Regions from separate parts of the Mus musculus genome. Here regions 1 and 2 are each linked to region 3. The links are chromatin contacts, called in public Hi-C and HiChIP or PLAC-seq maps. All regions are on one chromosome and are shown on one strand. The core of a region is the stretch at or near the end of the contact, and the rest is flanking DNA. Distances in the headings are between cores, read along the strand shown. Region 1 overlaps Phkb (phosphorylase kinase beta). Region 2 has its middle 21 kb from the start of 4921524J17Rik. Region 3 holds the start of Neto2 (neuropilin (NRP) and tolloid (TLL)-like 2).

Evidence for each region. A called contact is a pair of places that touch in the nucleus more often than the background predicts. HiChIP or PLAC-seq counts read pairs in DNA pulled down with a chosen protein or histone mark.
Region 1: a contact with region 3 is called in an H3K4me3 HiChIP or PLAC-seq map of neural progenitor cells, with 7 times the contacts expected there. The contact joins the enhancer-like site here to the promoter of Neto2 in region 3. A contact is called at or near these places in 14 of 39 promoter capture datasets (the 3T3-L1 cell line, the C10 cell line, the HPC-7 cell line and 8 more), 4 of 115 datasets of contacts at active chromatin or transcription factors (astrocytes, embryonic forebrain, neural progenitor cells and 1 more) and 4 of 9 other capture datasets (adipose tissue, embryonic stem cells, liver and 1 more).
Region 2: a contact with region 3 is called in a Hi-C map of cerebral cortex, with 5 times the contacts expected there. The contact joins the enhancer-like site here to the promoter of Neto2 in region 3. A contact is called at or near these places in 14 of 39 promoter capture datasets (the 3T3-L1 cell line, 3T3-L1-derived adipocytes, the HPC-7 cell line and 8 more), 3 of 15 datasets of contacts at CTCF or cohesin (embryonic stem cells, large pre-B cells and stem cell-derived epiblast-like cells), 8 of 484 Hi-C or Micro-C datasets (the HPC-7 cell line, cerebral cortex, cortical neurons and 3 more), 5 of 115 datasets of contacts at active chromatin or transcription factors (bone marrow-derived macrophages, embryonic stem cells, neural progenitor cells and 1 more) and 2 of 9 other capture datasets (adipose tissue and embryonic stem cells).

The regions. Positions count from the first base shown.
Region 1 is chr8:85,923,981-85,928,685 of GRCm38.p6, forward strand. All of the region lies in intron 8 of Phkb (phosphorylase kinase beta), which reads left to right. Among named protein-coding and RNA genes, the nearest start is that of Phkb, 85 kb to the left of the region's middle. Within about 2 kb of position 2,366, at least 43 of the 459 cell types and tissues checked have an H3K27ac peak or open chromatin away from gene starts, as enhancers often do. A contact at or near this core is called in adipose tissue, astrocytes, neural progenitor cells and 1 more, where this site is marked.
Region 2 is chr8:85,451,927-85,456,091 of GRCm38.p6, forward strand. No RefSeq gene overlaps it. Among named protein-coding and RNA genes, the nearest start is that of 4921524J17Rik, 21 kb to the left of the region's middle. Within about 2 kb of position 1,830, at least 35 of the 459 cell types and tissues checked have an H3K27ac peak or open chromatin away from gene starts, as enhancers often do. A contact at or near this core is called in cerebral cortex, cortical neurons, neural progenitor cells and 1 more, where this site is marked.
Region 3 is chr8:85,697,793-85,702,424 of GRCm38.p6, forward strand. It overlaps Neto2 (neuropilin (NRP) and tolloid (TLL)-like 2), which reads right to left and starts at 3,132. Exons shown (of 9, transcript NM_001357288.1): 1 at 2,849-3,132. The coding sequence starts at 2,882. Mir8109 (microRNA 8109) reads left to right here and starts at 3,113; the gene lies at 3,113-3,229.

The DNA of each region.
Region 1 (4,705 bases), core at 1,116-3,615, 230 kb after region 3:
ACATCTTAAGATATCACTCATGAACACATAGAAACTTCAACTGCTCTTCTTGTAACTCAGATGCCAGACTTTAATTTAAGTATTAAAAAATTATCATGTGATGCTCTCTGCTATCCTTGCCATAAAAATTAAATTTAACTGTAGTCAGCCAGTTTTATTCAACTGGATAAGTAATGAAGTTTGCCATTTGAGGTTATATGATAGGTTATATATATATTAACATTAACCTTATTGTTCATTGTATAAGAATTTATAATCTGCCCAGAGAATTTTATTTTTTCTTATACACCCTCCACCTCTACAGTGATCCCGAATTATTATTCACATATGCCTGTGTTTGGTGTATCATCTCTCATGCTGAAAGAATACATTTTGAAATAGTAAGGCAACTGTATCTCATGGTGTTCGTGGACCCAGTGATGTTGTTAGTGGCAGGCAACCAGTATCTTCTGTCCTATGTAGTAAAATATAGAGCTAATTCCAGCTAGCAGTCAAGTCGTGACCCTTCATTGATTTCTGAATTAGGATACCTCCAGATTATGTGAGCCTGCTTATATCTGTTCACTCCCACCTAGTGTACCAGCCTTTCTATATCTGCAAGCTTTTCTCATAATTTTAGATTGCTTTGAATTGAATTCAGGTGTTCTGTTTCTGGATGCTTCTGGATAAAAGTATCGTAGATCGAACAGACCATAAGGAGAAAATGTGTTTAATATACTTACCCTACTGAATGTCATAGTTTTGCATTGTAGTACTTTGTGGATTATCAGCTGTTTATTCTCATAAAATGACGTTGCTGACTGGGAGCTGTTTAGTACCACAAGAATCTAATTGTACCACATATTTCTAGCCTGAGAAAAGATAAAAATTTTAAGTATGTTTTCTACTGAATTGCTGTTTCTTTTATATCACTGTAAAAAAAAAAATACTAGTGTCTTGGTCACTGTTCTATTGCTGTGAAGACACTATGACCAAGGAAACCCTCATAAAGGAAAGCATTTAATTGGAACTTGCATTCAGTTTCAGAGCTTTAATCCATTATTTTGGTGGGAAGCATGGCTCTGGAGCAGTAGCTGAGAACTTTAAATTCCTGATCCTCAGGCAACAGGGTGGAGTGGGGGAGAGGGCCCTGGCTTAGGCTTTTGAAACTTCAAAGGCCAACCCCAAGGACATAAATCCTCCAAGGCCACAACTCATAAGCTTTCCCAAACATTATCATTCTTTGATGACTAAGCATTCAAACATTTAAGCCCATGGGAGCCATTCTCATTCAACCCACCACAACTACTTAAGTCCTACCTGATGATTTAACCATTTATCTGACTCCCATTGAGATCACATCCTTAGCTTTTCTAGATAGGGTTTCAGTAAGAAGATCTCTTGCTGGGTTTGGGGAGATTGCTCATTTGCCTTAGAATTATTTGAACCTGTTTTGATAACTGCCTCTCATGTTAAAGTGTAGGATATGGTGGTACACTGGGGAGGCAAAGGTGTGTACATCCTTGGGGCTTGCTCGTCAGACCTGGTAGACTTGGCAAGGTTCAGGCTTGTGGGAGGGAGGGCCTCTCTAAAAAAAAACCCAAAAAACATTGCTGTCAACTCCTGGTCACTGCGATTCTCTTGAGTCAGGGATCTATCTTTCTGTAATCCATGTGGTAAGTATTTATACTTTCCTTCTTTTTTTGACTCTTTGCCATTCCCTCTATGTCTGTGCTTTCCAGTTGCTATAGCAGAAGGATTGGGGATGGAGCCTATGACTGTTGCCTTAGAACTTTGGCTCTCCTTTCTGTTGGCACACTGGGTAACACTCCTCTAAGTTGTACTTTGTATGCAGGAAGACTGCTATCCCTGAACCACAAAAACACACCTTTCTGGTGTTCAGAAACTACAGTCCTACTCTTTGACATCTACTCTTGGCCAGTCCTTTAACAGTTGCAGTCTGTGGTACTGAAGAGCTATAGAGTATATATTTAAATCACCTAGAAGCATCAGTTCCTTTACAGAGGGAAACAAACTTGGAGGGGTGTATGATTTTTCCCTCTTAACTTAATGATAGAGTCAGAACTAGATTCCAGGTTAAGAACATCAGGGTGAAAAATAAACCCCACTAGACTGTGGCTCCGAGGTTATTTTTGTTCACATCTTGACATTCAACTCCTCTATAGGCTAAACTCACTTAATATTTTTTAGATAAAGCCCAGATTGTTGTTGTTTTAGTCTAAGCACAGCCTCACCCTTTCCGGGCTTCCGCAGAAGGCTCTATTAATCACTCCAAATTCACCACTTCTCTTCAAGTGTTGCCTAAGTAACTGTTGGCTGGGCCCAGGCTAGTTCCCTGTGCTTTTTCACTGATTTGGCTTTTTTTAGGTCTGAGCAGTTCTTTCAGCATCTCCTGGGACAACTAGGGTGATACTAGACTATGTTCTTTCTCTCTCTCTCTCTCTGCTGATCATTCTCCAAGGCCTGTATTAAATGCTCAAAGAGCACTTCAGTATCTATTTATAGCCACGGCAGTTCTCAACTCCCAGTTACACATCCAGCTAATTTCACATTGCCTCTGGGGTTGCATTTAAACCTATAACTTCTTCATTTTGGTGAAGATTCAAGTTTTACTTATAAAGTATCCGTTGAATCCTAAGGCCTAACCTTGGGGAAAAGTTTTCTGAGCATTAACTTATAAATAGACTCTTATGTTCGACCAAATCCTCACCTTGCTTCATCAGTAATTCTGGTGTTTGAGATTAAGGATGAATGAAAAGTAAAACAATTAAAATTGATATTTACTTTTTAAGGTTTATATTGTTTATATTGTGTTCTCCTTGTTTTTTAGTAAAGTAAAAAACAGTAAAATATTAGATATGTAGCAGTTTAAGATTCCTTTAGTGACCGTGTTATTCCTATGGCATTCATTGTTTAAGGCAACTGCTTGGTATTTTTTCTTTCTTTCTTTTTGATTCTATTATTATTATTAATTATTATTTTATTCTTCTCTCAGATATTATATCCAGATTGCGGTTTCCCCTCCTTCCTGTCCTCCCAGTTCCTCCTCCACACTTCCACACCCCATCTATTCTTCCTGCTATTCTCTTCAGGAAAGGGCAGGCCTCCCATGGAGATCAACCAGACATGGCATACCGAGTTGCAATAAGAGGATGCACCTTCCCAGTAGGAGGAAAGTGTCTCAAAGGCCCTTGTTCCCACTGTTAGGAATCCCACAGGAAGACCAAGCTATACAACTGTAATAAATATGCAGAAAGCCTAGGTCAGACTCATGCAGGTTTCTTGGTTGTCAGTTCAGTCTCAACCCATAACAGCCCAGGTTGGTTGATTCTGTGAGATTTCCTGTGGTGTCCTTGATGTCTCTGGTGTCTACAATCCTTCTTCTCCCTCTCCCACAGGATTCTTTGAGCTCTGCCTAATGTTTGGCTATAAATCTCTGCATCTGCTTCCATCTTTGCTGGATAAAGCCTCCTTGATAACAGTTGGGCTATCTGACCTCTGGGTCCTAGCAATGTCAGGGTTGAACACCCTCTCATGGCATGGGTCTCAAGCTAGACCAGTCATTGTTGGCCACTTTCACAATTTCTGCATCACCTTTACCCCAGCACATCTTACCAAATTGTAGCTTGAAGGTTTTGTGGCTGGGTTGGTGTCCAAATTCCTATTCGGGCTCCATATCCCCTATTGCTAGGAGTCTTAGCTAGAGGTACCTGGGAGTTTCCATTACACTAGGTTTCTAGCTTGTCCCTGAGATAACCAATTACAGTAGTCTCTTGTAGTATACACTCTCTATCTCGCCTCCCTGAACTTGATGCCTCCTGTTCCTGTCCCCACCCACCCCTCGTCCACTTGTGTGGAGGACTAAGAGTTCAAGACCATGGCTACATAGTGAATTTAAGGCTAGCTTGGGGTGCATTTGACCCTAAGTCAAAAAAATAAAAAGATAAAATCCACCCCCCCATGAAAACAAGACTAGTTACAAAGCTACAGTAATTTAAGATTGTATGATTTGTCTATACAAACAAACATTGAGATCAATAGAATTAACAGTCCAGAAATAAATCCATTCATATGGGGTCAATTCATTTTGATAGTACAATGACCCAATTAAAAACAGTCTTTTCAGTGTGGAGTCCTGGAACCAATGGATATCCACATGTAAACCAATAGATCTGTATCTCACCTCATACTATGTGCAGAAATAAACTCGATGTAGTTCAGGGACCTTACTTAATAGGAACTACTGTCGATGGTTAGAAAGAAGCTAAGTGGGGCACTTGTGATATAGGATTACATGGTGGTTCTTAAGTCTGGGGCTTAAAACACAAGCATCACAAAAGGAGACAATGTTTCATATAGGTTTTTATCTGCAGTGAAATTTTTCTGGGTTTAATGCATAGTATTGGACATTATTTGCTTAGTTATTATATGCATTATATGTAATATATGCATATTATAGTTATACAGTTTTTGTTCAGAAAATTCCAAATTTTTCTAGAATGCCTATATGAACTTGCATTTACACCAGCAAGAATGATGCAGTTTGTTTCTGTCTTGGTATCATCAGTAGTTTCTATTTTAGCTTCTCTGGCTGGCTTATAATGATGCCTAATTCTGATCTTATTTTGATTTCCTATTGGCTGATAATGTTGACAGCTTTTATGTGTTTATTTGTGGCCTATATATCCCTTTTGGTAAAAATATT
Region 2 (4,165 bases), core at 580-3,079, 250 kb before region 3:
TATATGATATATATGGCCAGGTGGTGCTGGTACATACCTTTAATCTCAGCACGCTGGAGGCAGAGGCAGGAGGATTTTGGAGTTCAAGGCCTAGTCTACAGAACGAGTTCCAGACAGCCAGAGCTACTTAGAGAAAGTCTGTTTCTTATATTTTTTGGTTGTGAGCATAGCCTTTAATGTCCAGATAAATCCAGTCTCACGGCCCCTCCCCCCACCCCCCAAAAAGTAATGGTGTTGAGCTCAGCACTAAGAGCAGTAAAGACAGCCAAGGTGGGAGTAGCCTTTCTGTTTTCCAGGGGCTGAGAATTTAGTACTTGCTTTGATCTAAAAGTTAAACTCCAGGTACAGTGGTTTCTCCTGGAGATCCTTGGAGGCAGGTCTGGACCAGGTGCCCAAGCAAGGGGATGGCCTCTTGACTGCTTTTTTTTTTTTTTTTTTTTTTTTTTTTTTTAAGAAAAAGCCTGGGGAGCAGGAAAGAGCAGCAGGATGTGGCAAGAACGCTCAGAGGGAGCAAAGCAGCAGCCAGAAGCCTCAGGATCTACAGGAGCAGAGGGTTTGCTTAGCAGGTTTGCTGAGAAGGAAAGCCTGAAGCTCTGGCAGCTGTCCTCGCCAGCAGGCAGACAGAGACAGCGCCCCCGCCCCGCCCCCGCTCCCGCCCCCACTCGGGTCCCCAGCCCCACCCCCGGAGAGGCTGATCTTTAGTTGCGGAAAGGCAGCATACACTTATGAGAGAAAGCAGCGTTTGTGTGTGTGAGACATGTGTGGTGACAAGTGTGTGTGTGTGCGTGTGCGTGTGCGTGTGCGTGTGCGTGTGTGTGTGTGTGAGAGAGAGAGAGAGAGAGAGAGAGAGAGAGAGAGAGAGAGATGACCACAGCAAATCAGGAGTGGGATTAGATCTAGGAAACAATTGGGGAGTGTTTTTATGAAGAACTGGAGCCTGAAATGAAAAGTGATGTAACCGAAGCAGTAAGAGAAAGGGTCGAATGCAAGAGCCTCAGGTTCCGTTCCACTGCCTTAATGTAAGGTCCTTTGGAATCTAGAAGTCAGGGGCTGGTGAGATGGCTCAGCAGGTAAGAGCACTGACTGCTCTTTCAAAGGTCCTGAGTTCAAGTCCCAGCAACCACATGGTGGCTCACAACCATCCGCAATGAGATCTGATGCCCTCTTCTGGTGTGTCTGAAGACAGCTACAGTGTACTTACATATAACAATAAATAAATCTTTAAAAAAAAAAAAAAGGAATCTAGAAGTCAACTGTGTCACACTCTGGCCAATGGTAACCATCATGGAGGGGTACTGAGGCCAGACCATGCGTGAAAGGACTGGTATAGGCACAGCGTGCCCCAAAACCAAGTTCTTAGCATAACCCAGAGAGACAGAGGGCCGGAATAATAAGAGACAGAGTTAGAAGAAGAAGGAGGTTGAGGGAAAAGGGGAAGGGAACAAAGGAAAGGGGAGGGATATCTGTCCTAGGGGAATAAGAGACTACCTCTGAATAGAGAGGAGACAGACATGGCCCACAGGCAAATGGTAGTTTATAAGGGTGAAAGGGGAAACCTTATGTTGGAATGAGCTGTTGAATTTTAATTGGGCATGTTAATTAGCTCAGGCTGGCTAGAGCCTCTTCAATGAGACTTAGGTTTCTGTTGCTGTGATAAAACATGCCCAAAAGCAGCTTGATGTGGGAAAGATTTATTTTATCTTCCATGGTAACATTCCATCACTGGGGGAAGTCAGAGCAGAAACACAAGCAGGGCATTTCCTGGAGGCAGGGACTGAAGCAGAGACCTTGGAGGAAGACTGTTAACTGGTTTCATAAAACCATAACGAGGCACACTGTTGTCAAGGAGTCACACTGTCTGCAAGCATAGCCGAGTGTCAATAGTGGCAGGGGTTGGCTCTCTCCCATGGGATGGGTCTCGAGTTAGGCAGTCACTGGTTGGCCGTCCCCTCAATCTCTGCTCCATCTTTATCCCTGTGTATCTTGTAGGCAGAACACATTTTGGGTTGAAGGTTTTGTGGGTGGGTTGATGCCCCTCTCTCTTCACAGGAAGTCCTGTCTGGTTACAGTAGGTGACCAGTTCTGAAAAGGAAAAGTTTCACTAATCTTAAAAAGATTCAGGACTGGAAAGATGGCTCAGAGTTAAGACATGGATACAGTTCTCAGAAAACCTCCCCCTCCCCTGTCTCTCCCCTGCCCCTTCCCCCCACCACCCCAGCAGCTCACAGCTCTTTGTAACTCCAGTTCCAGGGACCCCAACCACCTCCTCTGCCTCCTAGGGAACCAGGTACATATGTGACACACACACACATATGTAGACAAAACACTCATACAGGTACATGTGTGATGCACACACACATATGTAGACAAAACACTCTTACAGGTACATGTGTGACGCACACACACATATGTAGACAAAACACTCATACAGGTACATGTGTGATGCACACACACATATGTAGATAAAACACTCATACAGAAGTAAATATTTTTTTACTGTTAAAAACAAAAGGAATGTTCACACTGGATTTAAAACTTAGTAGAAAACCATGATAAGCAAGATAGCATAGCAGTGAGACAAAGAGAGGTGAAGAGTCGGTGAAATAGAGTATGTGAATAATGTAGAATAATAGAATAATGTATGTGAACAGCTGTTCACACGTAGAGTCAGGTGATGTTTGACAAATAACTCAAGACCATTCATAGGCAAAGAATAGATCACTCAATGAATTCTGACAGGACAACTACATAAAGCCATGCAAAGAAAGAAAAATTTGACACCTCCCTCCACCCCCACCCCGTCCCCAAGAACTGGAGAGATGGGTCATCAGTTAGGGGCAGGAGTTGCTCTTGCGAGGACCTGAGTTCAGGTGCTAGCACCCACATGGTGGCTTACAACCATCCATAACTTCCTTCCGATCCAGGGTATCAGCTTCCTTCTAAGTAACCCCCGATTAGGCAATACTGTCTAGATATGATTTACAGCTCTCCTGACAGGGGCTGGGGAGAGAAGCAGAGCCCCAGACTCCTTGGCCAGGTTCACTCACTGGGAGCCAGAGTATGTGCTACAGGGGTAGCTGGTGTCTGCTTCCCCACGTGACTCACAGCAGCCCTCCTTCAGGAGACAACAGAGGAAGCCCTGCCTTCTTTGCCATCGCAGCCTGGAGTGGTGCCCCGGCCCAGGTGAGCTGGAGGGAAGCAGGAACGGACCCGAGCTTGGCCATAGGCTTTTGTTCTTAATGGGTTTTTATAGACTTGTTGAATAAATAAATGCTTCTTTGCCTGCTGCGGGATCTTAGCGCCAGTCCCAGCTATCTTAAACAGTGTCTCTTGTCATTTTGTCTGGCTTTTTTTTTTTTTTTTTTTTTTTTTTTTTTTTTTTTTTTGGTTTTTCGTGACAGGGTTTCTCTGAATAGCTCTGGCTGTCCTGGAACTCACTTTGTAGACCAGGCTGGCCTCGAACTCAGAAATCAGCCTGCCTCTGCCTCCCAAGTTAAAGGCATGCGTGCCACCACCACCCGGCTTGTCTGTTTCTTTGTTTTCACTGTTAAGTTTGTCTCTTTGGGAGCACATCTATGGAGCACTTTGTGGTCACCAACCCTAAACAAAATTCTCTAAACTGTTTTTTGTTTTGCTTGGGGGTTTTATTTTCTTTATTTACTTTTTTGTTGTTGTGCTGTTTGTTTTTGAAGTAGGGTCTTGCCTATACTCCAAGCTGGTCAGGAACTCTCAATCTTTCTACCTTAGCCTCCCAAGTACTGTGATTACAGGTGTACATTTCCATGCCTGGCTCTGAACTGGTATTTTTGTCTTGTAAATATACTGGGATTTTGTTCCAGAACTCAAGCATGTTCAACAAAATGTTATCCTACATAGACCCGTGTTCCTATTATTTACATGTTGTTTTATGGAAACAAATGTAATGCCTTAAACACCAATTATTTAGTTAGATTTCAGTTTTGTGGCTCAGGAAAGACTTAGCTGTGTGGGGATCACTTAGTATTTATCAAGAAGGTGGGGTAGACTGGCAGTTCCAGGCAGACTGCATTTCCATGCCTGGTGGCTTGGCAGGGATGGTGGAGCACAGGACAGCTGAGCCCATCTCTCTCTTTAGTACTTAGAGCCTGTTCACATGTCTTCAGTAAGATGGTCCAAGTTTTTCCAT
Region 3 (4,632 bases), core at 1,882-4,381:
TATTCTGAACATGTTGAAAAGTGGGTGGCTTCCTACCACAATGATAGCAGCCCTCCTCTTAATTGTTCTTGCCTCTGAAGGATGTCTGTTATTAAGGTTGAGCCACCACCTAAGAGCCTCTTTTCTAATTCAACCTTAAAGTACTCCAGAAACACACTTAAAACATCAATAATTATTTTAAAAAAGAATAAATAAAAGGATGATATATTATGTTGATCATGTACAGCCTCTAAAATTTGAAATATTGCTTGAAAAACAGGCATGAAATTTATAGTCTATTATTTTCTTATCTTATTCCCAAAGGACTGAAAGTGGCTTTGATTTAAACTGGCTTTGTAATGTACACATTCTTTTCCTTTATGGAACACTGGTTTAAAAATTTAGATTGGCTTTTAGTTCAAGATTCATTGTAATAAAACCATTCATTGTTCAATATGAATTTTCAGTTGATAATTACACAATTTTTCCATCTCCTCCTTCTCCTCCCCTCTGTGTTTGTGTGTGTGTGGTGGTGAAGTATTACGAGGGCTGAGTTAAAAAGAAGCTTTACTGTTAAAGAGACAGCTTCCCCCTATATCTTTCCTGGATAGGTTTAAGACTAAAGAACAGAAGTTAATACTCAGTTGAGACAAGATTTTTAAATACAGATGGCTAAGGCATAGTTAAGCTCCATTATGTCATAAACTTAACCTCAGATTATATAGCTTTGAATATCAATGGGTCTAATAGGATTTTTCTGGAGCAAATGTACAATATTTGAGAAAGAAGCAATTGGTTCATAATTCCATAATTTAAAAAGTACTTTCCACTCAAAACCTCATAGTCATTTCTGGTATTTAACTGGAAAGTGTCCATTATATTTCAAAACAAGGATTTAAGTAAGTAGCATCTATAATTATACAAGTGTTAAATGGCTACTTAAGAGAAGAACCTCTTGATGTGGAAAAATTCACTTATAATACACTTGAGGGATGCTTTTTCATGCCTTGGAACACAAATGAATAGTAGCACTGAAAAGGAGTAGTTGTCTTAAGGTACATTTTAATAATATTTTGTGTAGGAAAATATGCATTTGATTTGAAAAGCAAATGATTTAATATGTGCAGTAAAATCCAGGCTATCCCTTTTTCTTTCAGCCTCCAGATCGCCTTCTCAGGTTCAAAATGTTTTTCTTTTAGTCTTTCTTGACCAAATTCTAATGCTTACAAAGCACAGTATAGAATTAAAAATAGATTGCTCTCTTCTTAGCAAGCCCACATCACAATTTTTCTCGAGCTGTAAAAATACTTCAGCATGTAAAAATAGTTCAGGTTGAATAATATTTGAAAAAATAAAATAAAAGCCAGATACTACACTGTTTTCACTGGAGCTCAGTCATCAGCACGGAGTTTCTGGATAGGCGCAATAATCCACACTGGCCAGAGAGGGCAGTGTGTACCCACTGAAAAGGCACAGGCAGCGGAGCTGCAATTCCTTGAGTACCTCTGGAGATTGCCCTATCCAATTCAGTTTCCTTGAGTTCTGCAGGTAAAGCTGTGTAACAGATCCAACTGAGTGTTGCGGGAGGCTACTCTCATATAGTCGTGTCATTATGATGCTGGCAACCCTACTATGGTGGGTTCACAATTAGAATGAAGAGAATTCCTCTAAAGCAGCAGAAATCCATTTGTGCATGTGGTTCATTTATTATTAAAGAGTGAAACAAAATGTTAATTTCCAAGGAAATAACTACATAATCAGGAGTTAAAGCAGCTACAGAATTTTTTATTTGTTTTTATATAATAAAATTATTAAGAATTTATGGATTAACTGAAATAAATATTCACTGGCTAGAAGGTTAGTGGTTATCTTGGCACAGTCTGAACATAAAAGTATTGATATGCATATAGTTAGGTAGGTAAATATTTAAATTAAATGGCTGTAACGTCAATTAGTAATTTATGAATATTTGTCCAATTATGAAGTTTGTCTAAAACGTTGTTAGTTCAAGAACAACAAAAAGTTCCACTGAACTTTCTAACAAAACAAATTTGAAAATAAGGTGTTAACACGTACCAGGAAAACACCAAAATGTGTAATTGTGCAAATATCAGGATTCAGTGCTAAAAATGTAAGCGCCAGTATTTTAACACTGTCATACTTTCTCTCTTAATATAAGAGGATTTAAAAAAAAAAACCCATTCAGATATTATTCATTTGCAATTAAATCATTTGGGGAAAAGGAAGTCATTTGCTGAAAGGCGGTGCTTTTTCTTGAGATTTATGAAAGGATCAATCCAGGACGAGTTCTGGAATAAACTTTGCCTCTCAATGTAAACCATCTAGAAATATTTATCTGAAACAGCACCTCCGCGGAGAGGCAGCCTCTCAGTGGCTTTAGGAGCTCGATGCTGTCAGCTCGCCGGCCGCTGCCGACCCGTGCATCCTCCGCACAGGACTCATGAGGCAGCGGGACTCGGCGATCCCGGGAAGGCAGCGCGGGGCGCGGGGCGCGGGGGGCATGCAGGGCCGCCGCGCAGCCCCGAGCCCGCAGTGGTGCCGCAGCCTCCCGGCCGCAGCAGGTGGGACCCGCGGGAGGCGCGGACATTGGGGGCTTCTCCGAAACCGCTGCGGCGCGTCGGAGTTGGGGCTTTCGTGGTTTGTGTGCTACCACTTTCTGCGGTGGCAACCTGGGGCCACCGGCCTTCGCTTCGCACACTTTGCAAGGCGCGGAGTCGCCGGCGTCCCCCGGAGCGAGCTCGCAGCGGCGGCGGGCGGCCTGGCCCAGACAAAGGGCGCGAAGGCGGCGGCGGAGCGGAGCGGAGCGCGGCCTGGCCCGCAAGGGGGCGCTGCCCGCACCCGCGCTTACCTTTGAGGACCGCGCAGAGCTGCTCCAGGGCCATGTTCCTCAGCGTCGGCGCTCCGAGAGCGCCCGAGGCGGCGGCGCGGTGGTCACGGCCCGGCGGGGTAGCTTCGCTCCGTCCCCATCGCCGGCCGCCGCCGCTTCCTAGCAGCGGGCGCAGCGCCTCGGCCCGCCGTGCCGGGTCCCCGACGGCCGCCGCCTCTCGGCGGGCTGAGGAAAGCCAGCGGCGGACGCTCCCGCGGCGGGCTCCCTTGAAGTGGCGCGCGCCGGGAGCCCCGGCTCATTTAAGCAGCGAGCGCAGCGCCGCGTGCCGGCCGCGGGGCCACTGCGCACGCGCAGCCCCGCCCTCCCGCGTGCCCCGCCCGCCACTCGCTTCCCGGGCCTCGCGCGCGGCCCACCCCTCCCTGCCGGTGTCTTCTCGAAGCCTTGAGCTCCCCAGGTCCGATTTTTCCATCCCCTCTCGGAGGACCTCAAGCTCAGGTGCTTGAAAACGTCTGCTCAGCCTTGCTGATCTCGGTGGAAGGGAGACCCCCGCGGGGGCCCTGGAGGTGCCCGGGTGAGTTCCCCCGGCCAGCAGTAAGGGTTGTTGCACCTACTGAACCTTCTCCAACAGTTGCCAGGCACAGCGCTGCTTGAGGAATCCTCACTCCCAGTCCTCGCCACAGTGGGCTGAAAGCTCCACGCCAGCCAGAAAAGTGAAACTTTGTTCTAGCTGCAGAGACAGGCGCGACTGAATGCAGACTGGGTCTCCCCAAGGCCACCCCTAACCACAGCCGTACAGACGGACCGCTGAGCGCCACCGGAAAGGAATTATATGTGCCTTGGATAGTTTGTGCATGATCTCGTCTTCCTCCAGCTCTTGTGCATTGAAATTGTCTTGCTGGCAGAGCTGCTTCATCCTACTGAAATAGAAATGACTTGAATGCAGGCGGGCTACAGTCATTTATTGGTTTGAGTTATGTGCATATAACAATGACTGGTATTGGGGGGCCTACCAATATTAAGTCCCTACCGTAATTGATCTGATATATAAATGTTTATCTAGCAAATTATGGCTAATTAGAACGTCCAGCAACTGAACAAAATATTCCAAGGGTGTCACATTCTTTCTTTTCTTGGATCGCTCTAAGAAAGTCACAGAAGTATAAGCAATTAACAAGTTTATAAATAAAACCAATTAACACCTATTAGCATAAAGTTGTTTAGCCCTTTGCTGTGTGCTTCAGTGGTTATGAAAGATGTGTGATTTGGGGCTTATAAGGTGATCACCTGCAGTTAAATTAAAATTGCACCCAGGAACCAGTGAATAAGGCATTTTAGAACCTTTTCCACAAATAAAATAATGATAAATGGGGACAGCAGTTAATAATTCAGTTTAAGTCCTGGGCAAGAGTGGATAAAGAAACTGGGAAGCCCTTTGAGTTTCTGGATCAACAATGCATAGTTGTTGATGGAGGAAAAGAAAAAAAACCCAAAAAACAAAAAACAGCCTGTATGATGTCATCAGAGAACGCTCCATGAAAAAGGGGAGAAAGAAGATGGAAAATGTTTGGATGGCAAGTGAAGAGGAGGGGTGTAGTCATGATTGTCAAGTGTCAGGTAAGATGCAAGTGTGAGCAGGGAATTTGGGACAAGTGTCATCAGAAACTAAAGATTAAAGAGAATGTGGACTTTGAATGTGGAGATGCACTCATCTCTCCATTGGTTTTAGGATGTCTGTCTCTTAATCCTCCTGACACATGTCAAGGTCTTCATAGGTGTATTAGTCAGGGTTCTCTAGAGTCACAGAA